Regions from separate parts of the Mus musculus genome. Here regions 2, 3, 4, 5, 6 and 7 are each linked to region 1. The links are chromatin contacts, called in public HiChIP or PLAC-seq and promoter capture Hi-C maps. All regions are on one chromosome and are shown on one strand. The core of a region is the stretch at or near the end of the contact, and the rest is flanking DNA. Distances in the headings are between cores, read along the strand shown. Region 1 holds the start of Rragc (Ras-related GTP binding C). Region 2 holds the start of Exo5 (exonuclease 5). Region 3 holds the start of Zfp69 (zinc finger protein 69). Region 4 holds the start of Zmpste24 (zinc metallopeptidase, STE24). Region 5 holds the start of Psmb2 (proteasome (prosome, macropain) subunit, beta type 2). Region 6 holds the start of Ago4 (argonaute RISC catalytic subunit 4). Region 7 holds the start of Ago3 (argonaute RISC catalytic subunit 3).

Region 1 (3,473 bases), core at 391-2,890:
CTCTGAATCCATAGATTAGGCCAACTGGATTGGAAATATTTTGGGGGAATTGTACTGAACATATGTAGACTTTATTTTTACACTTATGCAATATAGTGCAACAACTATTTATACACACATCCCATTCTTTAAAAAAGGGGTTTCTAGCTAAGGCTGTCAAGGATGTGTAGAGTGGGCTGACTTAGAACTTTTTGGGGGGAATTCTACACCTGCCTCAGATGTACTGAGATTTACGGATGTGGGCCATCATATCATGCCTGGCAAAGACACAATTTCATTTTTCATTGTACTGGTTATTATAATTAATGCAGAGATAATATAAAGTACATGGAGTGTGCATAGGTTCACATGTAAATAGCCTATACTAGGAATCTGACCGTCTTCCAGTCGGTTAATCGGATTAAGGGTGTCCTGAAAGCATTCTCCCATTGATACTGAGAGACACACGCATATTTAAGTGCATTCTGCCTGTCTATTAGGTACTGTGGAGTTGATATTTTTTAGGTGAGGTTGTGACGGCCTACTAGAGCTTACTTTTCTCTCTACAGTCAGATCAGTCTGTCTGAGTAGGAGATGAGACTATGTGGTAGAATTTTCCCTAGCATGCGCAAAAGACCCCGAATTTCATCCTTAGCCCTGCAAACAACAGTCACTTTGTAAAACCAGAAGCCCTATCCCTACCCCAACTCCTTTTGAGTGTACACGGCTGTATTTTAAGGGTTGTCAAATTTCCACTTCTGGGAGTCCGAGACATTTACAACTTTCTGAAACATACTTTGGCAGTAATCATTTGCCTTCATTAGCCCTAATTCCTCTAGTCTCTAATCACAAAGAAGTCAAGTACTCAGTTGCTGGATGGGTTACTGGAGGGGCACTAGGTGGGCGTGAAGATGGAGTCGGTAGAATATAAGGGCAGCAGTATCCTATCAGCGATCTGCTTACGGAATTAGAAGATGTTTTAGCATGCTCGTATCTGTTTTCCTTATCGGGTTCCAGGTACCAGCATAGGCAAGTTATCACTGAGATTCCTAATTGCCTTTCGCACGTGCCGAATCTATAGGTCTGGACTGGCTCACACACGACCTCCGGTGGACTCACCCAATTCCAGAGCAATTCATCTATCCTCATGGCCTTTTCCCATAAAATCTGTACTGAGTCAACTTACACAGAAGTCCAATCTCTGTTCAGCTTCAAGCAACTTGAGGGCATGGAGGGGCAATTCAGTTTCCAGTGCCTTCCTGGTACCCAGGACCTGACAAGCATCACTAAATACTGGCAGGGCAGCTGCAACAAGGGAGGGGGGCACAAAGAATTCTTACCCAGACGCCTAGAAGCTTCCCTGCGTTGCTCTCGGAGCCCGGAAGAAGGCGGGGAGCGGGGAGCAGCCCAGCGCGCGCATGGAAGGCCGAGGTGCGTTGCGGGCTGTGCCCCCAGGGCGAAGGCCCGGAGGCCGACGAGAGGCGCGGCCAGGCCGAACTCCTCGTGACGCCTCCCCCCCTTCTGCCGCTGCTAGTCAGGTGATTCCGGGCACGTGATAGTACCACTTACCCTGTTGTCCCAGAGTGGCAGCCCGCCCAGCCAATAATAAACCGAAGCTTGGCGGCGGCCCAATCGGAGCTGGGCTTATGGGCGGGCCCTGCGGCGGCTACTGCCGGGGGCGGCGGCAACAGCGGCGGCCTGGGGAGGCGGCGGCCTAACCTGGCCTGGCCTGTCAGGGCGCGGGCGGTGGTGGTCCAGCACCATGTCCCTGCAGTACGGGGCGGAGGAGACGCCCCTGGCCGGCAGTTACGGCGCAGCCGACTCGTTCCCCAAGGACTTCGGCTACGGCGTGGAGGAGGAGGAAGAGGAGGCAGCGGCGGGTGGCGGCGGAGGCGCGGGGGCCGGCGGCGGCTGCGGCCCGGGCGGCGCTGACAGCTCCAAGCCGAGGATCCTGCTTATGGGGCTCCGGCGCAGCGGCAAATCCTCCATCCAGAAGGTGAGCGCCCCGCAGCCGCCGCCTGCCCTTGGTTTTGCCCGGCCCACGGCGCTCAGGTGGCGGGTGCCCAGGAGGCCTGAGAGGGTGGAGGCCTGGCGCTGCGTCCCCGGGCACTGTCCACACCTGCGAGCGCAGAGCCTGGGCGCGGTTCGCCCAGGGTCCCCGACCTGGGCCTCCGAGGGTCGAGGGGGGCCAGGAGGCGACGCTGGCTGGAGGGAGGAGGCAGGTGCCGGTCACCGCCCTAGAACTCCTCCCTTCTGGTCGCTGCCCTTGTGGCGTTGACGAAACCGACCCGTCGTCCCCGGTTCTCACGCGGAGAACTTGGTGAGCGTGCTGTCCCGCCGCATCTCACTTAGGTGACAGGAGTTTTCAGGGATCTCCTCCCAGCCTCTGGACCGTAGCGGCGCCTGAAAGTGTTGTGGCGAAGACACTGGGCATCTCAGTGTTTGTTGTCAGTCTGTTGGAGACTTCTGTAAAAACATTTTTTGGGGGGGGGGGCGGGGGGGGGGACTCTATCGCTACACCTACTTTATTTAGAACTTGTAGCCCTGTGGTTGCAGTTACAGGTGACAGTCCCCAGTAGCTGGTCACAGCGATCTTTGGAGACGGTTTTGCAGGCGGACAGACATCAGTGCATTTGTTTTCACTTGGGTCCGTCGTGAACGAATAGAATGAATGCCTAAGGCTTTGTATTTTTAGGGAAATAGAGGCAGGGTTGATTTCTTTCAATCAGCCATTCCCATTACAAACAGAGCGAACTTCTGGTAAAACTACGGTCACAGACAACCATGCTTTCCCCATTTCCACTCTGACACAAAGGTCTGTCCAAACAGAAATCTCTGGTATTTTGTAGGGGTGGTGTTTTTAAAAAGCAACATCGCTGCCTACCCCCACATCTTCCGCCCCTGCACTTGCTGGACAACTGTTTTATTTTCTCACGTCTGTGTCAAAGTTAGACCTTTGGGGGGAGTGCTTATGCTAAGTAACTACCACTTGAAACCTATGAGAACTTTTTCTCTCTTCCAAGTTAACACTGAGAGACAAATTTGCTGTATGTTAGGGTTGTATCAGGCAAGCCTTAAAGCTACATCTCCAGCCCTGCTGTGGTTTTTTTGTTTTCTTCCTGTATAGCAGGCTGGCCAAGAACTGACTATGTAGCCAAGGGTGACTTTAAGCTCATCCTGAGCTTTCAGGTACGAGCTATCAGGTTGGCTTGGCTTGGTGCAGGTGCTGGAAGCCAGGGTATTATGCATGATAGGCAGGCTCTGGGACCACACTGAGCTACACCTTTGGCTCCCTGCTGTGATGATTGGCAGCTTATTGTTTTTACCATTTCCTGCCTTATGGAGCTGCCTCTTCCCTCCTCCCCCAGGTCTCCCTACTTCTCACTCTGGACAGTTTTACCTACTCAGGATCCCCTCCATTGTCTTTATTGTTCCTAAGAGCCTGAGGTAGGCGTGTGTGTTATTTTTGAATGAACACAAAGTCTCAAACATTA
Region 2 (3,473 bases), core at 589-3,088, 3.0 Mb before region 1:
CCACTAAAATATTATGGGTGAAAAAGGTCTATTAGCACAACTGAGAATACAAAAATTAGTACACTGAGACAGACAAGGGCTTCACATTCATGTAAAAGAAGACAACAGTTCACACTGATGTAAAATTTAGACGCAAATGCACAGCCTAGACACTTTTATGCTGCTAAATACAGAAGTTCAGAAAGGATGACATAATGAACTTTACCTGCTGCCTGGACTAGCGTTTTTGGATATACCATAGATTAATTGTAAAGCTGCTATATCATCCATCAAAAGCCTCATTTTATGACTTTCTTTTTAGACTTCTGACGTGTGTGTGTGTGTGTGTGTGTGTGTGTGTGTGTGTGTGTGTGTGAGAGAGAGAGAGAGAGAGAGAGAGAGAGAGAGAGAGAGAGAGACAGGTTTTGTGTGTGTAGCTCTGGCTGTCCTAGAACTTATTCTCAAGCTGCTGAGATTAAAGGCTATACCACCACTGCCTGGCAGACTTTTGACTTCTTTTTTTTTTTATTTTTTTTTTTTATTTTTAAAGATTTATTTATTTATTTATTATATATAAGTACACTGTAGCTGTCTTCAGACACACCAGAAGAGGGCATCAGATCTCATTACAGATGGTTGTGAGCCACCATGTGGTTGCTGGGATTTGAACTCCGGACCTCTAAAAGAGCAGTCAGTGCTCTTAACCTCTGAGCCATCTCTCCAGCCCCCTTGACTTCTTAAAGATATAGAAATATCTACTAATATTCATATTAAATATTTTATATATGAATATATGTTTTAAAAGTTTTAAAACAGATAAAGCTGAAAATTATTAGGTGAAAAATTAAATGAGATAGATGTTCAGAAAATACCAGATCGGCATCAAGAGTCTAGGGATCCTGAAGATACAGATTTTGAATCTAATCTTGAAACGTCCAGTAGAATTTGCTGGTATGCTATTTGTTTGTTTGTTTCTTTCTTTCTTTATTTTCTGGTTTTTCGAGACAGGGTTTCTCTGTGTAGCCCTGGCTGTCCTGGAACTCACTCTAGACCAGGCTGGCCTCGAACTCAGAAATCCGCCTGCCTCTGCCTCCTGAGTGCTGGGATTAAAGGCGTGCACCACCACGCCCGGTTCTGCTATTTGTTTCTTGAATAATCTTGGGCACATTTCAAAAATTCTCTGATGAGACTGGCACATCTTTAAAATGTATACTGGTAAGCTAATCCTTCAATGCCCACAGAGCTAAAACAGTACAGATATTAACTAACACACAATAAATGTGGCTTTCCTTCCAAAGGCATTGATGGGTCTACTATGTATCTATTTGCTCTGAAAAGTTCAGGAGAGAGGCAACTCGTACTCACCTGGGCCTTAGTTGATTTCCCTCCTCACAGGGAAGAGCATGTATTAAAACGAGGGGAGATGGGGAGGCACCTTGCTATGATGGAATGTGGACTTCTGTTCTCTTCACCTGACCACTCCTTCACATTATGGTGTTTCCACTTGAGTCACACTGCTAGGGCAGCTGCGTGTCATAAATCCTCCTAACACTGGCCTCTCCAAGGGTAAGGTCTCCAGGCGGTAAGTTCTGCTCTCCAGGTTCCCAGCCGCAGCCTGAGGTCGGAGGCCCTGCCTTGCTGATGGCTTCCGGCTGCCTGCTGCTGCCTTCATCCTCTGCGTCCTGACTCGTTACAGGCCTTCCACGCAGGCAGGCGTGTGCTTTCCACTCAGCCCCCAGCCCCAGTCCCCCTGGTGTGCCCAAGCGCAAAGACTCAATCGCGGGCCCAAAATGCACAGAACAAAAACCCGAATGAGGGGCGTGCCTGAAAGGGGCAGCCCCTTAGCTCTTCACCCCTGTCCCAGAATTCCCGGCGGCGGTTGGAGGCCCGCCCCTTTTCATGTCACACCCCTCCCCACCCACCAGGCCCCTGGTTCTCGCGACACTGGGGCTGAGTGGGCGTCTGCAGTCCGCTGTATTTCCTTATCCACCAGTGCCTAGTGCAGGCTGTTACCGTCTCGTTCTCTTACGCCCGCCCGGTGAGAGGACGGTCATGGTGGTCGTCTCGCTGTCCCCAGTGCAGCTGGCCTCTGACACCCTTGGAGCCCGAATCCGGATCTTAGCACCTGACATCAGCTTTCCCAGCTTAGTGAACAATCATGAACTCAAGCTTCAAAGACGCTGGCAGTTGTCAGTGTCTTATTTTATTTTATTTATTTCTTATCCTTTTTATTGGCCTCCAATTTGGGTTACTCCTGCCTCTGCTTTTTCGGTGCTGGAATTACAAGCCATTGTGCCCTTATGCCCAGATTCTTTTTAAAGATTAAAAAAAATGTTTTGTTTTTTCCTTTATGTGTATGAATGTTTTCCCTGCATGCATGTCTGTGGTTCATATCTTCTTGGTGCCCTCGGGAGCCAGAAGAGGGCCTCAGAGTTACAGAAGGGTTGAGTCACATGGGCACAGAGAAACAAACTAAGGTCCTCTGTAAGAGCAGCTAGTGCTCTTAACCTCTGAGCCTTTGAAAAATACTTCCCAGCATCTATGGTGACCCACACCAAAAATCTCAGCGCTGGGACTCTAGACTTGAGTCTAAAGTCCAGAAGGATAAAGCCTAGCTGTTAGGTTCATTTAGTTAATTCAGTCACCAGTTTAAGGGGTTCACCAGAATCAGGGTTTTATAAAGTGTATTGTATCAGGGGGAGGATGAACAGATTCCAAACAAGGAACTTGCGTAGGAAAAAAAAAAAAAAAAAAAAGAGGAAATTTCCAAATGTGGAGTAAAACCCATGAAATACTATCTTCAATCACAGTGGGAGCAAAGATAAAAGAGAAGCACTTGTGCCCCTCCCTTTGGCAGTATGGAAGCAGTAGAACCCCCCCCCCCACCCCCCCACCCCCCCCCCCCCCCCCGCCACCCACCATTCAGAGGAGAACTTACCTCCCAGGAAGAGACTTCATAGGATCCTTACAGCTTGTCAGACCACTCTGCAGAAGACACAAGCTGAGACAACTGTGGACAGGACTGTTCCTTGATCTGCTTAGTTGTACATCCCTCTTGCTTTGTTTAAACCTAAACCACATGTCAGAACCCCAAAGACAGTCTTGGAAATCATTAGGCCTCTGTGTTTGTTCCTCTTTCCAAAGTGACCTCATCGAATAAATCCCCTTTCTTTCATTAAGGGCATATTGAAGATGAGTGGCTGAGTCTAGTCTCTTAATCCTACTAGAACCTAGTGTTAGGCCCTAAGAGAATCCAGTAATAAGAATGGATATTTGGGGACCATAACATCTTTATGACAAAACCAAAGTATATTTGGGTAGAAATAGTACCAATGGGTCTGCACTTAAGACAATTATTGTCTGAGGGTTTCCATTGCTGTGAAGAGACACCATGACAACTCTTATAAAGGACATTTAATTGAAGCTGGCTTATAGGTTCAGAGTTTCAGTCCATTATCATCATGGTGAGAAATATGGCAGCATCCAGGCAGGCA
Region 3 (3,473 bases), core at 628-3,127, 3.0 Mb before region 1:
TGTACTTTCTTTTAAACTTTATTTGTCTGTCTGTCTGTCTGTGTGCCATGGTGCTCAGCTGGAGGGTACAAGATAACTTATGGGAGTCCATTCTCTTCTTCCAACAAGTGGGTCAGAGGGATTGAGCTCAGGCTGTACGACTTGGCAGCAGGTGCCTTTCCCCACTAAGCCATCGGACTAACCTGCTTTGTGTGCCTAGAGAGCAAAAGGCATGAAAGGAGAGACCCAGAGAACCCATCATACAGCCAGAAGTCCAGAACTGTCTTTATAGCTGCAAAAAGGCCTAGAAGATTCGGCACCAATACTGAAATAATAGTGTCCTGGATACAGAAGTAACCCTCAACTTTAAACACATAGATACAAAGACGCCAGTACCAAAGGAAAAAAAAAAGTACAAATGTCCACATGCCCTGACCTGACCACCTTGTAAGCTGCATGCCCCTTCTGCCTGCTTACATATTTGGAGCTGGCGCCAAGGAAGGCTCTTTGATGTCTGACCTGTATGTAAAGCTGAGACCTGAGGCACTTCAAGTCTGACCTTCAGTTTCCTCATCTATAAAATGTGGATGTTAACTACTGCACAGGGATGCAGTGTTGAGACAATGTTAGGTCTACTAAGTTAACAATTAAGACCTTTTTATTTTAAAGCTGTACAATAAACATTATCTTAAAGTTTAAAAAAAAAATCACGGGCTGAAGAGATGGCTCAGCAGTTAAGAGCACTGACTGCTCTTCCAAAGGTCCTGAGTTCAAATCCCAGCAACCACATGGTGGCTCACAACCATCCCTAATGAGATCTGACACCGTCTTCTGGGGTTTCTGAAGACAGCTGCAGTGTACTTATAATAAAGAAATAAATCTTTAAAAAAAATTAAAAATAAAAAAAATCACATGCGTTTATTTATGGGGGTGGAGGTCACATGCCAACTTTTGAGAGTTGGTTCTCTCCTTTTACCAGGGCATCAGACCTGTCTGCCAAAGCCTTTACGGGGCCCCAGTGGCCATCATGTTTTAGAGTTATTTTAGAAAACAATTAGAAAGCTCAGCTTGAATATCTCAGTTGATAAAACAGTAATTCACAGGGCTGCGCTTTGTCATAAGCCAGCAGCAACAGTCGTCATCACACACTCCAAATGCCCAGCACAGCTGGTGAAACGAATCCCCGGTTCAGATGCAATTAAAACTGCAGGGTTATGTGCTCCCACAGAGCTGGAGAGGAGGAAATATAGTATGTCAAGTGCAAGTAGAACCACTACAGAACTGACCATAACAGCAATTTGGAAACAACCCGAATCCATCATCTGAATCGCCCATTCAGCATATGAATAGTTGTGGACACTGGGACCAGATTCAGTGGACCTGATACCCAAACGCAGCTCTCTCTCGGGGAGGGGACTGCTCTTTGAAGTCTGGGGGAAGAGGAGGAAAGGTGAAAGACTGCCTGTCCAAAAAGACCGGAGTTGGTGCAAATAGCCCCGACTATGTAAAAAGTCTCGTCACTAAGTGCAAACTTTGTGCTGTTCCTTCCGAAGGAGCTGGCAATCCCAGAAGCTTGCTGAACGACCCATCGGCAGAACTTCGCAGGCAGCCACCCGGTCGAGCTCGCAGCTCCGCAGCAGAGTCGCCTACTCACCGGAGGATCTCCGGATCCGTTCCCGCCAGCCTTCCACGCTCACACCGCGGCGCCCAGTGCGCAGCGTGGCTTCCGAGGGACACAGGACACCGTCGGCCTCCGGGCTGGACACCGGCCTCTCCCGCTTCTCACCCGCCGCACCCGGGAGCGGAGCTCCGCGCGCACAGGCGTCCTGCCCGGCCTTCTGTCCCAGCCCAGGACCTGCGGCGCCGGCTGCGGCTCAGATGCCCGAGCTCCGCCGTTTCACCCCGCCCCTCTAGCCCGGTTCGTGTCCCCGCGCCTCCACCCGGGACCCGCCCACCCCACGCTGCTCGCGTCAGCGCCCTGCCCGTGGCTCCGCCCACCCGGGTGCTGCGCGACCCAGATCCCGGAAGCCGGAAGCCGCCCGGGCAGACCCAGGGGCGGTGTCCAGCGAAGCCGGCAGCCCCTGCTGAGGGTCTCCTGTACCCCGTGGCCCGGCGAGTCTTCCTGGAGAAGCCGCTTCTCTGTCATTCTTTCATTCTTAAGGCTTCAGGATGCAGCCTTAAATCGCACGCAGTTCCTGCTCTCTCCTAATCTCCTAATTCTGGTGAATTCGATAAGTAGAAAAATAGACAATCCAAAAGGCAACAGGGGCCTAGAAAACAATAAACTTAAAAAAAAAATTCCGGGATATGTATTTTTAATGTCCCTAAAGACATGTATTAGTTTGCTTAAGGCTGCCTCCCACCCCCAAAGAAAAACACTTCACACCGGTGACTTAAACAATAGGAATTTATTTTCCCATGGTCCTGGAAGGTAGAACCCCTTTCTTCCCATATTCTCACGGCGTGTTTCCTGAGTGCCTGTAGCTAGGGGAAGTGTCTGGTGTCTGAGTTAGCCTTCCTCAGTTCCTCAATTTAACTTATCTCTTTAAAAGTTCAGTAAACATATGGCATTGAGAAAATAAAACTGAGCCCACTGGAAGATACAGAAGAGATGACGACAGAGTAAACACTTACCAGAGCAAAAATTGGAAAACCAGCATCCAGAAAGTTAATCCAAGTTGAAAGCGGCTTTTGCCCAGCTATCTGGAAAACAGACCTTTCATACTGCACATAGAGACTGGGAGGGGGAAAAATGAGCGGACTTGGGACTGATATAGGAAACCCTCTCCACATGAGTAGAACCTCGAAGGGCTGGGTGTTCTCTTTAATGTGTGTGTGTGTGTGTGTGTGTGTGTGTGTGTGTGTGTGTGTGTGTGTGTCTGTGTGTGTTTGGGATGGGGGAAGATAAGTGAAACAACATGGGAAAAATTCATGAACTGCAAAAAAATTTCGTGTCGTTGGCTGTGATCTTCGTTCAAAGTCATCTCTATCTATTGAGTTGAAGACAGTGGCACTTGGGCTGTAAATTAATTTGCAAAAAAAAAAAAGACAAATTGGCAGTAGAGAGTTTATTAAACACTACTGTACAGTTGCATCTGGTGCTCCTGGAAAAGGGATTGCACCCCTGAGAGGAGTGGAAGATCTTTGGAGTTGGCAGAACTAAAGCTCTGAGTTTATCTCATGAGCTGTTTGTCAGTGTCCCCATCTAAGGGACCCGCTGACTTCTGTCTTGCTAAGCAGTTAGTCTTACTGCACTAAGTAACTAATTAGCTAACTCTTGATTGGAACAGACACCAGGTGTCATTCAGAGTAGGCTTCAAATGCCTGTATAATACATCACAAGTCATTGGTTCCCCACAGTCCCACTCTGATTGTTAATGTGGAAGGAGGTTTGTTTGTTTTGTTTTTGACTCTACATGTTACGGGGGCGGGGGGCATCATCTTTAGCAGACAGCATTATAACTGTAAGCACCCGGCTTCCCTTCAGTTACAAT
Region 4 (3,473 bases), core at 677-3,176, 2.8 Mb before region 1:
ATAGTTTTATAATAAATACTTTTCCTGTTGTATGTTAACAACAACAGCAACAAAAAGCTGAAGGCATTAAATTATAACCCTACAACAATGCAACAATGCCAAGTGGTCGTGGTGCATGGCTTTAATACTAGAACTCAGGAGGCAGAGGGAGATGGATCTCTGTGAGTTCAAGGCCAGCCTGGTCTACAGAGTGAGCTTCAGGACAGCCAGGGCTAAACAAAGAGAAACTCCGTCTTGGAAAAAAAAAAAGATGCAACTTGATCTATTAATAAACTATGTCAGATAAGTACTCAATATCTCACCCTGCTGTTTTGATACTACACGTTATGTGTTTGCTTCAAGCAAGGGTACTTATGCAATTCTGAACTAATGAAGCTTTGAGTACCTAGCTACAGTAATTTTTAACACGTTGAACATACTAAAGGAAGAGACTGAGGTAGACATAACCCGACACTGACAGATTTTTAAAATTCAAACTTGTGCCGGGCTTGGTGGCACACGCCTTTAATCCCAGCACCCTGGAGGCAGAGGCAGGCGGATTTCTGAGTTCAAGGCCAGCCTGGTCTACAGAGTGAGTTCCAGGACAGCCAGGGCTATACAGAGAAACCCTGTCTCAAAAAACAAAAAACAAAAAAACCAAAAAAAAAAAAAAAATTTCAAACTTGCAATCCGGAGAGTCACGAAGGGCTGGGAAATGTAGTTCAGTGGGAGAGCACTTGCCTGGCAAAGAAACTCACATACAGTGTAAGTTAGAAGAAAACTGCAGACGAAAAGGACTGCAGAGCTCAAGAAATAGGTCCAGCAGTTAAAGGGGAAGGTTCTCAAGGACGACACAGACGAGTGTTGTCCAAACTTAGACACTGCAGAGCAGGCATAGACCTGCATAAGTTTGACGGCAGGGCTGTCCTTTCCTTTTATTAGACACCAACAGGCTTGGGACCCATTATAATGTTGCAGATAACTTGTTTTGTTGTTTCAAAGTCCATCTCACTAAAACGTTCACATTTCGAATTAAACTGTTAATTATGGCTATCTCCATGGAAAACTGTTAGCTTTTCTACTGCACTATTTAACGTTTTAAACAAAAAACCCAAAGAGAAATTTTAATGAAACACACACACATTGTGGCCCCAAACAACATTTGCTCTAATGAGGATTTTCAAACGGCGTGCGAGTCTTTGGAACGGTTGCAAAGTGAGGTTGAGCATGGTAACATCAATATCATGGGAAGTTATTATTCTACAAATTTAGCACCTCCACTTAGAAAGCCTATACCAACGAGGCTTGGTCAAGTCCCGGTCCAAAGATTCTTAAGACGCTGTAAAGCAGGCATAGACATGCTCAAGTTTGGCGGTAGGGCAGTTCTTCCCTTTCATTAGCCGCTTACAGGCTTGGGTCCCATTACAACGTTGCAAACAACTTCTGCCTTTCCAAAAACTCCTCAAAGCGGCAGTCACCATTAGGAAAAGTTAGGAAGCTCACCGGGGGTTACGGTTTGCTACATCCGGGCAAACACTAAGGGGCTTGGGTAGAGGCTCGGGCTGGCCTAAGGCTGTCCAGGGGCTCAGCCGGGGGAGACACGTCAATGCTCACCTGCCGCTGTGCTAGGAAGGTCTCCCAAAGATACACCGTCCAGGAAAAGAGCAACACCGCCCCGAAGATTCGCTTCTCCGCAGGGAAGTCCCACATAGCGTCCACCGATGCCCACATCCCCATCGTCACCCTATCTCACCCGCTCCTTTAGCGTGCACCGGTGCCTCAGCGACACGCGTCCCTCGGAGAGTGCCAGCGGTGTCACAACAATACGGGTCCCTTCCGAGGGCTTCTTCAGACGCCCATTCCCTCAGCTTTGCCAGAAGTGTCACAAAGACACGATTCCCTCCAGCCTTACTCTTCAAGGACCTACTTATTTCTGCTAGAATAAGACGCCCCACCTTCCTCACTTCCGCCTGAAGAATGAGCAGCGGTGCACCTGAAATATCCCTCCGGATTCTGTGTGCAGGGATCCAATTCAAAGGTTCCGGCCTTCTTCCTGGGAACGTCAGTGTGGTCGCCGCCTCTCCTTTGCTTTGGCGGGTTACCAGAGAGGGCAATGGACCCCGGTGCTTAACCGGACCGGATAAGCCGGGTCATAGAAATATTCCCTCTAGAAGTAGCTGGGAAGGATGAGAGAGGCTCTAAAACTTTTCCTTCCTTCTATTTAGTGCCGTTCAAAGGTTAGATGTGCATCTCCAGGATAACTAACCAAACGAGGCATTTGGGGTTGTTTGGCTTGTCTTCGAAAGTTCTGGTTTTGGGAATATTAGAGATGAAAATGACTCTAGTGATTAGGATTTTCATTTACACATTTCATCTCATCCTCCCCAAGTGAAGTCAGAAGAGGCATTTACCTGTGAGTCCTGGGACTGCATTTCTAACCTCAAACAGGCAGGCTTGGTAGCCACTGCCTTTAAGCCTAGCAAGACCTTGTTTCAGACACACACTACCACCACCACCACTACCACCACCACCACACATCACCACACACCATCACAGCTCAGTACCTTTGCCTTGGAATTCAACAATGAAATAGGGTCACTATGGCCCCTGTTACTACTTTGACTTTACTTGAAACGTGAAGCCAGAATTTTTCTGACCACAAAGTAAATGTTATTTAATTAATAGTTTCTATGAACTAATAGCACTTTGTATAAACATTATTTATAGTGAATTGCGAAATCTTTAGCTCCAATTAAAATATGTAGCTCCAATTTAAAATATGGTGAGATTGTGATGCTAAAGATGTTGAGATTAAGGTTTCAAATTTCTCAACCATGACTAAATTTATCTGCATGAGCGTAATCAGTAGAAGTTACTTGACAAAGTGAATTACTTCAATATAGGATCACAGATTCTTTGGCAACCAAAAGTTCTTTTGGGGGATTTTTTGCTTTCAGCAAAATTACTGATTGAACTGTTAGCTGAACTTTGAGTTTTGTTCATGGGCCTGGGAAATATTTTGTACTTGATTGGGTGTAAGGCAAATGGCATGAAAACAGGGATCACAGGCAAGTAGAGACATAGCTCTAACAAGTGCCATTTCCTCAGGTAGAAGGTCTTCAGAGAGGAGGCTTCGTCCCTGTCCTCCTTTTCCATGGCTGGTTGGATGTTTTGTACTGGCACCCATCATGGTGTTGTAGAGTCCTGTGGAAAAACACAAGCATAGCCTAGCCCTTGTGTCAACAAAGGGTGGATGCCACTGTGATGTTAGGGACTCTCTCCATTGTACCAATGGAAGAGTGGTATTCCTAGGTAGGTAAGCCCAATGTTTATAGGTAGGGCTTAATCCCTGATCAAAGGTGAGGAAGTTTAGGTGAAAATGGGCCTCTGCCAGGGCCAGGGGAAGGTCATGTTTGGATTCAGGGGAGGTAAACTGAGTCAGCAAGTCCTTTAGAGTCTGAGTGGACCTTTCTACTATCCTCTGACCTTGAGGG
Region 5 (3,473 bases), core at 297-2,796, 2.8 Mb after region 1:
CGTCAATCACTAATTAAGAAAAGCCTTATAGCTGGACCTTATGGAGGCATTTTCTCAATTAAGGGTTGCCTCATTTCACATAGCTCTAGTCTGTGTCAAGTTGACAGAGGACTAGCCGGCACAAGTATATTAACTGTACAAAGTCACAAGTTTCACTAAGACATTTCTATATGCAGTTTAATTGTAGTCTCTCCTCTATTACCCTTTCTATTGTTAAAAGAATTATTTTTACTTTATGTGTTATGGGGTTTTGGCCTGAATGTATGTGTGTGCATCAAGTGTGTGAAGTGCCTTCAGAGGACAGAGATACACCAGAGTTGCTGATAGCTGTCTTCCAGTTGCCTTATGGGTACTGGAAATTGATTCCAGGTCTTCCAGAAGAGCAGCCAGTGTTCTTAAGCACGGGTCCATCTCTCCAGTCCATCCCTAATTTCCTATCTTACTCTTTCCAAAATATTTCATGTAGGGCATGTGGATCAGGAATTTAATTCTAGCACTGATGAGTTAGAGGAAGGCAGATTTTTGTGAATTTGAAGTTAGTCTGGTCAACACAATTAAATTAGTTCCAGGACAACCAAGGCTACATAGTAGTAATACCCCATCTCTCAAAAAAGGCCGGGTGGTGGTGTCACAATACATTAATCCCAGCACTCAGAAAGCAGAGGCAGGTGGATCTCTGAGTTCGAGGTCAGCCTAGTCTATAAGAGTGAGTTTCAGAGTAGCCAAGAAATCCTGTCGGGACAAATCAAAATATAAAAAATAAGTAAATAAAAGTGAACATTTAAAAATTTGTTGGGATGAGGAACTTTGGGGAGGGGGGCAATGGCTGGAGTGTAAATAAATACTTTTTTTTCCCATTTTTATTAGGTATTTAGCTCATTTACATTAATAAATACATTTTTAAAATAATATTTTAAATGTAATGAAACAGAAGTATAGTAAAATATTTAAATTTAAAATTTTTTTTAAAAATTATTTGTATTGGGGATGAACGCGCTAGTGTGATGGTCAGAGGAAAACTTTGGGGAGTCTGTTCTTTCTACCGTGGGTTCGAGGGACAGGCTTGACTAACGTGCTTTCTGCCTCTGTCTATCCAGTACTAGGATTTCAAGAGGGAACCACCGCCAAGTAGGTTTTTTGTTTGTTTGTTTGTTTTGCTTTTGAGATGTGTTGTCCTAGGCTGCTCCCCTGGTCCTTAACTCTATGGCTCGGGGAAATTGTTCTTCAATCTGGCTTGCAGGGAAAATTTTCCCGTTTGTTTAACGAGCAAGGAAATGAAAACCAGAAAGCTGAAGACCTCCTCTCCTCTGTAGCACCCACACGTGCTGGTACTTCTTACACAGGGTACGGCTTGATTTGCGTGCAAACTCTAAAATTCGACTTGGTAGATAAGGAAACGCAACGCCCCATCACCCACAGCTACGTTTCCAAACCACACCTCTAGACCAGCCCACTCCGCAATCTCAGCGCGGAAAAGCACCCAAGCTCCCGCCTGCTCTCTCGCGAGAGGTGACGTCATTGGGCCGCGCCAGTGACTGGGCCGTCGCGCGTCTTGCGTCACCCCCAGCTCAGTCCGGGTGTGCTGTCTCACTGGTGAGGTCGTGTACCCGGGAAGTGTCCCTGTCCGTGGCCTCTGCAGCCTCCCGCTTCCCGGCACCATGGAGTACCTCATTGGCATCCAGGGCCCAGACTATGTCCTCGTCGCTTCCGACCGAGTGGCCGCCAGCAATATTGTCCAGATGAAGGACGGTGAGAGGAAGCAGGGGGAGGCCCGGCGGGCCTGGCTGGAGGGGCAGTCGGCGGGAGTTGGTGAAGGGGACCGTGGGCCTCCCTCTGGGCAGCTTGGAAGATGGAGCCCAGTGTGCTCTGCCCTGCTGGCACTGCAGGATTGAGAAGCCGGGGGAGCCGGCAGACAAGCTTAGGGCTCTAGTTTGGGATTCTGGGTCAGATGAGGCTTGCTAGGTGAGAGTTGCTCAGCGTGAGGGAATTAAGTTTATGAGAGCTCAAGTGTGTGCCCGGCGCCTCCAATTTCTGAATTTCTGGCAAGTTTCAGTCGCCCCAGATAGAAGTTATAATTTGTGGGTGCCCTAAGGTGGGATCTTGGGGAGAGTGAGACTCCCCAGAGTTTGGCATTTCCACTCTGCTTCCGCTGTCTTCAGTGGCTCACCTCAGAGCCTCTTCCGCCTTTCCCTGGCTGCTAGATTTTACTTGTCGTTAAATAGTGGAATGCAGCAGAGATGGCCTCTCTTTATTTGCTCTGTGAGTTTTGTACGTTATTTTTTTTCCCGTGCCCAGATTTTCTTATCTCTCAAATTACTAATAACCAACTCAAAACTTGTTGAGAGGATTGAGTGAAGGAGTTAGCATTGGACAAACACTTAACAAACTGAAGCATATATGTATCAGGTGTGTCCATCGTTAACATTTTAATTTGTTAAAAGTTTGGCTCTACTATGTGCCCTTCTTGCAGTTAGTTTTGGAGACAGAATATGTATAACTAAGATGTATAGATATAGTATATATTATATATAACACACATGCATATATATGTGTGTGTGTGTACATATATGTGTGCGTATACATATCTATGTATGTGTATATATGTATGTGTGTGTGTGTATATGTGTGTATATGTACAAAACTTTCTTAAGGAGATGTTGAAATAACTCAGTAGTAAAGATGCTTTTGCCCAGGCTTCACAACCGGAGTTTGGTCCCAGAACCCAGATGGCAGAGGAAGAGACCCCACCCCAACATCCTGCAGGTTGTCCTCTGACCTGTGCACCTGTTCTGTGGCAATGTGCACCTGTGCAGAACAAGAGAGAGAGTCTCTAAATAAATAAATAAAAATTTTAAAATTATCAAAGAAAAAGTTTCTAAGCTTACAGGTGGTAGAACCTAGGTTCAAATCTGTGTAATTTGGGACTGAGTCTACAATTCAGTGGCAACATATGTTTCGACCATATACAAGGCCCCAGCCTCAGCACTCCAAAAACAAGTTAGTAGACATTATGCAAAATGATCTCTTTTACCCTTAACAACTTCACTACCTTTATAGTGACAACTGACCCACAGAATCTTGAGTGTTTTCATGACTGATCATAGGCATGTTACTGTTTGAAAGATATCTAGCTTTTGTTCAGTGGATTAAAAGTTCATTTGACAAGTTTCATGCCTCTCTGTGTTCTTTACAGTGCTAGGGACTGAAAAGAGGAAGAAAAAAAAGAATACTATGTAGTTGGGAAGATAGTTGAGTAGGTCAGTGTGCTTGCTGTGTAAGCATGAAGAATTTAAATTCCAAGTACTCACTTAAAAGAAAAAAGATCAAACAGGCATGGCTGTGTCCCTACTTGGGAGCAGGAAACACAGATCCTGGGAGCTCACTGACCAGTCAGTCAGTCAGTCAGGCCCAAAGGGTGAGCCTCTGCTGCGTGAGAATAAGGTGAGGGATGGCCTGATGTCCTTCTCTGTCCC
Region 6 (3,473 bases), core at 468-2,967, 2.6 Mb after region 1:
AAGCCATAAGCATCCCTTTATCTATAGGAACATGTCTGAAATAACAGCATAATATGCTGAGGTTTATCAAATATATATAACAATATATTTGACAATCTGTAACAAACCAATGTGGTTTTTTCCCTTTAGAAACAGTCTATGTAGTCCAAACTATCTTCAAACTCTTACTCCTCCTCAGCCTTCCAAATGCTGAGATTATAAGTATGCACCACTACAGCAGGCTCAAACCTGTTTGTTTATTTTATAATCAGGGTCTCAAGTAGCCCAGGCCTACCTCAAACTCACTTTGTAACTGAGACTGGCCTTGAACTCTGGAGCTCCCTGCCTCCACCCCAGAACTGTTTGCATTATGAGCATATGCCACCATGCCCAGCTAAGCCGATTTATTTTTTGAAGGCTTATGACATTTGACTATGTGGGCTTTTTAAGAAAACCTTAAGCAGCAAATAAAGATAGGATTTAATCGCTCAGTTATGTAAATATGTTCCAAGTTAACAAACCTGCAAAATTTCCAAATGCAAACAATAAACCTAATTTTCTATGAATTTTAAAAACATACAACTAAGTCTACTATGTAGACAAGGTTTGAATATGAAAACTAATTCCATCACTGCCCCTAAACCTTGCCCTACTTAGCCAAGCCATTAGCAACCTGTTGTAGGGCTTGAGACAGGAGCACAAGGCTCCAAACGAAGAGTATTCGTGAGAGTTTGGAAAGCTTCCTTGGGTTGGAGCAGAGAGCGAGAGAACCAGGGGCCACCCATAACCAGCAAAGAATCACAGTTTCAAAAACACTTTTTCGTTTGATTTTAACAGCCTCTGATAACCCAATTAAAAGGGAAGGCAGGGCATTGATGCCCTTGCTGGAGAGTATTGGATTGTCATTCCAGAGCACTCTGGGACTGACAAACTGACAGATACCAAACTTCAGAGTTTTGGAAAAAGAACGGACATTTCTCCCTTTGGCTTTCAGGGACATGAGTGAGTGGGTCTCTCCTCCTCATCTGAGGAACCAGATGCCAGTGCAAAAGAAAACAGGGATTCTGCCCCACACCAAGAAAACCCTTGACAGAAGGTAGAAGGCCTTCCAGGTTTGGGCCGGGCCTCGGCGTGCCCCAGACACACGGTCCCATTTGAGGCCCCAACTAGCCTCGCGGCGACCGTGGACAGAGATCTAAGGTCCGAACAGGTCTGCCCTACCCCGGGGAACTCGGGTCACCTCTTGAGCCTCCCTCCCTTAGACGGGTCCCGAATAGACCTAGAGTCTTCAGCTGGGGCGTGGTCCCCGCCCCCCAGGGACGAGGGCATGGGACCCCTTCCTTCCCGGGGCCTGGCAGCCGGCAGCCGGGTCCGCGAGCGGCGGTCGGGCAGCGACAGTCCCTTCCGCCGGTCTGTCTGCCCTCCCGAGCCCCAGGTCTGACCCTGGTCCGAGCGCGCTCCTCACCGGGTCCCAGCGCCTCCATGGCGGCGACGGGGGCCGCCTCGCTCCGGTCCCCAGCGCCTCCCGCTCCGGGCCCCGCCGGAGCCGCGTAACGCTTGCTCTCTGGAATATTGGCGCTGAAGCGGCGCCGCGAAGACGCGGGCCGGGGGCGGGCAGGGGGCGGCGGCGGCGCCCAGTCCGGGGACAGGGACCCGACTCTGTCACGGCTCTTCCGGCCTCAGCGACAACAAAAACAATCCCGGCCGCTGCCGCCGCCGCCGCCAGCTGGAACGGGAGCGGGAGGCGGCGCGCGCCCGCCGGGCGGGGCGGGGGCGCCAGGCGCCTGCGGTCCCGGGTCCCGGCTAGCGAAGGGGGCGTGCGCGGCCCCGCACGCGCGGGGTCCAGCGAGCCTGACCGAGGCAGGGGGCGGGGTGCGGCAGGGACGGGCGCGCGCCCGGGGGGCCGAGCCCAGAGGACGCGTCAGGCGCGCGCCCGCCCGCCCTTCCACCAGCGGGCCCGCTCGCCTGCGGTCCCGCACGCCGCTCCGCCGGTCCCCATTCTGGCAACCTTCCTCCAAGTCGCCATCGAAAGAGCTGGATTCCAGTCCTTGATGACCCACAGGCAGCAGCCCTCCACTTCGTCCTGAGACTCACCTTAGGAACCTGTCCTCCATCGCTCCACCACCACCAGAGATGACCCCTGGACACTTCAGGCACAATCGGTCCTTCAGTCACCTTCAGTCATTCCTCCTACTCCACCCCCACCCTCACCCCGGACACCACATATCCAGTCACCTTCCTTCCCTGTGCAGGGAAAGCAGGTTCTGTTCTGGGTCCCAAGACTGGTCAACATGTCACCAAGGCAGCAGGTAGCTCAGCGAGTCAAGTGTCCTTAAAGTTTCCATTCAGGACTTCCAGTTAAGACAGGACCATAGGCTGTCTGGTCAACTAAACGGGCAACGGCAGTCTATTAGTTAAAAAGGCACAACACTCTCATTCTAGTTTGCTGGGGCCCACCATTGGGTACCTCAGCTTAGTGCAATAGAAATGCGTTTTCTCTCAGTTTTGCACACCGACAGTCTAATAAAATCAAGGCGAGTTGGGGCAGGGGGTGTGATTTTTCTCCTTCGGTTGTAGAAATCTATCTTCTTGTGCTATCACACGGTCTTCCCATGGTAACTTCTATTCAAACCGCTCCTTTTTGTTTGGTTGGTTTTAATTAATTTATGTGTATGAGTATTTTTTGCCTGCATGCATGTGTTTGTGCCTGGTGCCTCCGGAGACCAGAAGACCAAATCGAATCCCCTCGAAACAGGATTACAGATAATGTAAGCTGTGTAGGGGCTGAGAATCAAACCTGGGGCCTCTGCAAGAGTATGAGGTACCCTTAACCACTAAAGCCATCTCTACAGCCCCCAACTTCTTTTTCTTATAAGGAAGATGGCTCAGTGGGTAAAGGTACTTTATAACATTGACAGCCTGAGTAGGAAGTTGGAGAGTTCAAGGCCAGCCTTTGCTACCAAAGAATTTAAGGCAATCCATGTTTTAAGAGACTCCAGCCCAGTGTAGCCTTTAATCTCAGCACTAGGGAGACTGAGGCAGTTCAGAGCCAATTCGGTTTACTTATGTAGTGACTTCTAGGACAGCCAGGACTGCAGAGTGAGACAGAGGAGACAAAGACAGGCAGATCACTGGAGCTCACTGTACATACACACACATACAGTACATACACATACATACACACACAGATACACACACAGATATATACATACCACATACACACATAAATACACACCACACACTTACACATGCACATGCATACACCACACACACATCACATACCTGCACATACACATACACATGTATGCACACACACATACAAATCCACACACATACATACACACACACACAGAGAAAGAAAGAAAGAAAGAAAGAGAGAGAGAGAGAGAAAGAAAGGAAGGAAGAAAGAAAGAAAGAAAAGAAAAGAAAAGAAAAGAAAAGAAAAGAAAAGAAAAGAAAAACTGGTGTATAACTAAAAGGAAAAGAAAAACCAC
Region 7 (3,473 bases), core at 469-2,968, 2.5 Mb after region 1:
TGGCCCTATATCACAAATAATCAACACATGTCAATATTTTCACATAAAAAGCCCAAATAGGGAAAATACTCAATTTGGGGGAAAGCTCTTCAAAAGTTTTAGGTAGATGATTAACACAACCTTAAATGTCATATTTAGTTTTCCAGGCTTGGCAACAGGGTAGCTATGTAAAAATCAGAGAGCTGGAAATAATCAGATTATCTTATAAAGTAAAAGCAGTACAGACAGAATGTAAACTTTTAAAGCATAGAAAATACAGTCTGGAAACACACATATTGATAATAAGAGTCCAAAACTTCACAGCCTAGACATATTTCACTGTTAAGAAAATATGAGAAAAAAAATGGAACATAGAAAGGGAAAAAATGGTAGACACTGAGTAGAAAGAAATTCCACATAATAAAGGAAATGCCTTTTTGTATCCCTTCGACAATTATGCCCTGAACTGATTTGAAGGCCTTCTATGTTGCTAGTTTTAGTTTTGGGTTTTTTTTTTTCTCTTATATTTGGGGACCTTTCAAATTGGCAAGATGAGATATGAAATTCAGTGACTTGCTAGGACATAATAACAAGGCAATCCCCCAAATATATGAAAACAATATATTACTGATCTTGTGGATGGAGAGAACTTTCAAACTGGAGAACAGGGTGACTGCTGGGCCAGCAGGCCGTTATGTAACACCTATTTCATGTTACTCTATCAACTACTTTAGAATCGCTGACTACTTTTTCCTTTTTAAAGACAAGCACTATCCAGGCCGGCTTCCTTTCTCAAGACCTCTTTTTTTTTTTTTTTTTTTTTTCCTCAAGAGACAAATCCTAAATTCCAGATTTCCTGTGCAGGGAATAGAAAATAGAGGGGAAATAGTGTCAGCATCCTGAAGCTCTGCCTTCTAGTAAGCAGTGGTCCAGAGCGACAGGACATCTCCGAGCTCCTCAGAAACTACACACTCAGACACTGAGAACCAGGGGTGGGAGCAATGCCATCTTGCATCTGACGTCGCCCGAGCACCAATTAGAAACGTAATCATTGATTATCTCAGAGTATCCTCAAACTACACTAATAGGTAGATAAGGGTTATGCCTGACTTGTTCTGCATCCATGGGACACACGACCCGGTTAAAGGACAAGCGCGCCCTTTATATTTCCAACAAGAATTCCAAAAGCAAGGGCAAACTTCTCTCCATTCTCAGGGGAAAGCACTCTAGGGGGATGTCATCACCTACAGAACTCCAAACTTAAGCCCTCCTTGTAGTTTCGCCAACTCAATGACCCCAAGAGTGTAGGTCCCTGGGCTGTGGAGAGGACACCCGCATCGGGCCTGAAAGCCCGCAACTCCCTCACTATGTGCGCTGACAGCACCTGAAGTGGAAGGAACAAGGATGCTCAGGGGACAACATCGGGGTAACGACCCCACCTGCCCTGTCCCGCAGCTCGCCTCACCTGCGGAGCCGATTTCCATTCATGGAGCTGGGGGGAGTGCTTCACGAGAGAAGGGTGCCACCACAGAGGCGAGGAGCGGACGCCCTCGGAAAGCTCCGGGCACAAGAGGCACAGTCGGGAGAGACAGACAGCCTGCAGCGAGGTAAGAGCGGCGACAGTCCTGAGTGAGGACGCTGGAACCAGGTCCGGAACTTGCGTCGCCCACAGATGCTGACGCGTGCAGCTTCCCGACCCGCCAGCCGCCCCGCCGCCGCAGCCGCTCGCTTTTCCCGGTCGCCCCCGGAAGCCCGCTCGCGTCACTTCCGCTCTCCGGATCCCGCCCCGCTCTCCCTCCGGGTCGGCAGCTCGCCTGGAGCCAGAGCCTTGCGGGAGCAACAAGGTCTGGGGATCTGTGGGCGGGTGAGCCGGTGCCTGGCTGGGGCGGAGCCGCGGATGGGCGGTCGCCCTGCACCCGCTGTGCCTGACGGCGACAATCCCGAGCGAGAGGCCAGCTTTCCCCGTGCCAGCCTCCCGGGTGAGGACCGCTGCTTGAGGCGACATCGCTGCCTGCCCGCGGAGCTTACCTGAGGTACATCCTACCTGAGAGTGGCGGGTGACCAGCCAAGGGCATCCTCCCTCCCAGCTCCGTCTGCCACACCCGCTTGGAGCACGTGCACTAGGCGGTGACCACAAGTTCAATATAGTTTTTAAACGGATGAACAAGAAACGGGATGTTCCATGTATACCAGATGGAATTACGTTTATGTTTAAACAGTCTCCCAATACGTTGAGGAACCTAAACGACCTTCCGGTGTTTAAACACCTGCTAAACCTTCTCTTCCTTGGGACTCGAGACTTTTACAGCTAAATTGGTCAGCCTCCAGTTTCCCCGATCCGATCCAGTCTGGTGCTTTTCTGCTGACTTGGAACCTTTGGGAGACTAGACCCAGCTCATTATCCGGCAAATAGTCCGTCTTTTAAAAATACTTGGCTTCGTGAAACCAGATACTTCATGCAAGCTTAGCAATGATTCAGTATTTTTCCCCGTGTCCCAATGAACCAGTAATGTTTTGACATATATTTCTTTTTTAAAAAAGAGAATTGAGAAAGATTTTATTTTCACGATCCCTTCCCTCCCCGTTTTGGGTTTTTGGATTAGTCACTTTATCTTTGGACTTTAGTTTCCTCATCAGAAAAACTGAAAGGAAAACAAAAAACAAAAACCTCCCAAATGTTAGTAACAAAAATATTTACAATAGTTACAATTTTGAGGTACTTAATAAATATGCTGACTACATAATAAACATTTAATACATGGAAGTGACTCCAAGCCACATCTAGCACACCAATTCTGCCTCTCTTCCTGTTGACTGAAAAGAAATACTCTTATCACTTTTAAAATATCACATCCTCAGATGAATGAGCACATCTTAAAAGTCATGTTCAAGCTCTGATTATATACAATCCATATTGACCTAAGCCATAAGAACTAAATCTCAGACTTGTGGAAGGACCTATCCTACCCCCAATCTCTTGATTCTGGAACTAGTTCTTTGAATGAATGCAAGCTCAACTAGCTTCCAGAAAAACATGGTGTGGTGACAAACAGCATGCTTTTATTTGTTTTCAAATGTGTGTGGTGGTGTCTGGTCTCTGCACTTCTGGTGTCTTGGAGGCAAGAAGAGGGTGGCAGATTCCTGAGAACTGTTCAAACAGTTGTGAGCCATCCTGGGTGCTGGGAAGCACTTAGGTTCTCTGGAAGAACAGCCAGTGATCATAACCACTGATTCATCTTTTCGAAGGTGCTGCCTTTTTTAACACTGAAGGAAGATTTGCGTCCTTAGAGTCAGTGAAATCCAACAAATATCTGTGATGGGTTCCTATCTACTTTTGCTTTTACTGTTTTAGGGTAAACCCACATGAAAAACTCATGAATTAAAATTTAAAGTAGGGAGGCAAAAAGGTCTAGGAGATTCTTGCCGATGAAAAGTTGTATGAGACTTTCCCCTGGCCAAATACTGTTTGGGGTAACTGATTTCCAAATGAGCCT

The links. Promoter capture Hi-C pulls out the DNA fragments that hold promoters and counts their contacts. HiChIP or PLAC-seq counts read pairs in DNA pulled down with a chosen protein or histone mark.
Region 2: a promoter capture Hi-C map of pre-B cells shows a contact between it and region 1, with 4 times the contacts expected there. The contact joins the promoter of Exo5 here to the promoter of Rragc in region 1. A contact is called at or near these places in 2 of 39 promoter capture datasets (the HPC-7 cell line and pre-B cells).
Region 3: a contact with region 1 is called in a promoter capture Hi-C map of pre-B cells, with 4 times the contacts expected there. The contact joins the promoter of Zfp69 here to the promoter of Rragc in region 1. A contact is called at or near these places in 2 of 39 promoter capture datasets (liver and pre-B cells).
Region 4: a contact with region 1 is called in a promoter capture Hi-C map of pre-B cells, with 5 times the contacts expected there. The contact joins the promoter of Zmpste24 here to the promoter of Rragc in region 1.
Region 5: a contact with region 1 is called in a promoter capture Hi-C map of pre-B cells, with 2.5 times the contacts expected there. The contact joins the promoter of Psmb2 here to the promoter of Rragc in region 1. A contact is called at or near these places in 2 of 39 promoter capture datasets (liver and pre-B cells) and 1 of 9 other capture datasets (liver).
Region 6: a contact with region 1 is called in a promoter capture Hi-C map of pre-B cells, with 2.2 times the contacts expected there. The contact joins the promoter of Ago4 here to the promoter of Rragc in region 1. A contact is called at or near these places in 3 of 39 promoter capture datasets (liver and pre-B cells).
Region 7: an H3K27ac HiChIP or PLAC-seq map of bone marrow-derived dendritic cells shows a contact between it and region 1, with 5 times the contacts expected there. The contact joins the promoter of Ago3 here to the promoter of Rragc in region 1. A contact is called at or near these places in 2 of 39 promoter capture datasets (erythroid cells and liver) and 2 of 115 datasets of contacts at active chromatin or transcription factors (astrocytes and bone marrow-derived dendritic cells).

Annotation. Positions count from the first base shown.
Region 1 is chr4:123,915,793-123,919,265 of GRCm38.p6, forward strand. It overlaps Rragc (Ras-related GTP binding C), which reads left to right and starts at 1,641. Exons shown (of 7, transcript NM_017475.2): 1 at 1,641-1,975. The coding sequence starts at 1,742. It also overlaps D130007C19Rik.
Region 2 is chr4:120,923,167-120,926,639 of GRCm38.p6, forward strand. It overlaps Exo5 (exonuclease 5), which reads right to left and starts at 1,839. Exons shown (of 2, transcript NM_028457.2): 1 at 1,345-1,839.
Region 3 is chr4:120,949,811-120,953,283 of GRCm38.p6, forward strand. It overlaps Zfp69 (zinc finger protein 69), which reads right to left and starts at 1,878. Exons shown (of 6, transcript NM_001384119.1): 1 at 1,634-1,878.
Region 4 is chr4:121,096,284-121,099,756 of GRCm38.p6, forward strand. It overlaps Zmpste24 (zinc metallopeptidase, STE24), which reads right to left and starts at 1,927. Exons shown (of 10, transcript NM_172700.3): 1 at 1,594-1,927. The coding sequence starts at 1,716.
Region 5 is chr4:126,676,097-126,679,569 of GRCm38.p6, forward strand. Psmb2 (proteasome (prosome, macropain) subunit, beta type 2) reads left to right here and starts at 1,547. Exons shown (of 6, transcript NM_011970.4): 1 at 1,547-1,749. The coding sequence starts at 1,659.
Region 6 is chr4:126,531,741-126,535,213 of GRCm38.p6, forward strand. It overlaps Ago4 (argonaute RISC catalytic subunit 4), which reads right to left and starts at 1,718. Exons shown (of 18, transcript NM_153177.3): 1 at 1,445-1,718. The coding sequence starts at 1,463.
Region 7 is chr4:126,427,824-126,431,296 of GRCm38.p6, forward strand. It overlaps Ago3 (argonaute RISC catalytic subunit 3), which reads right to left and starts at 1,719. Exons shown (of 19, transcript NM_153402.2): 1 at 1,445-1,719. The coding sequence starts at 1,463.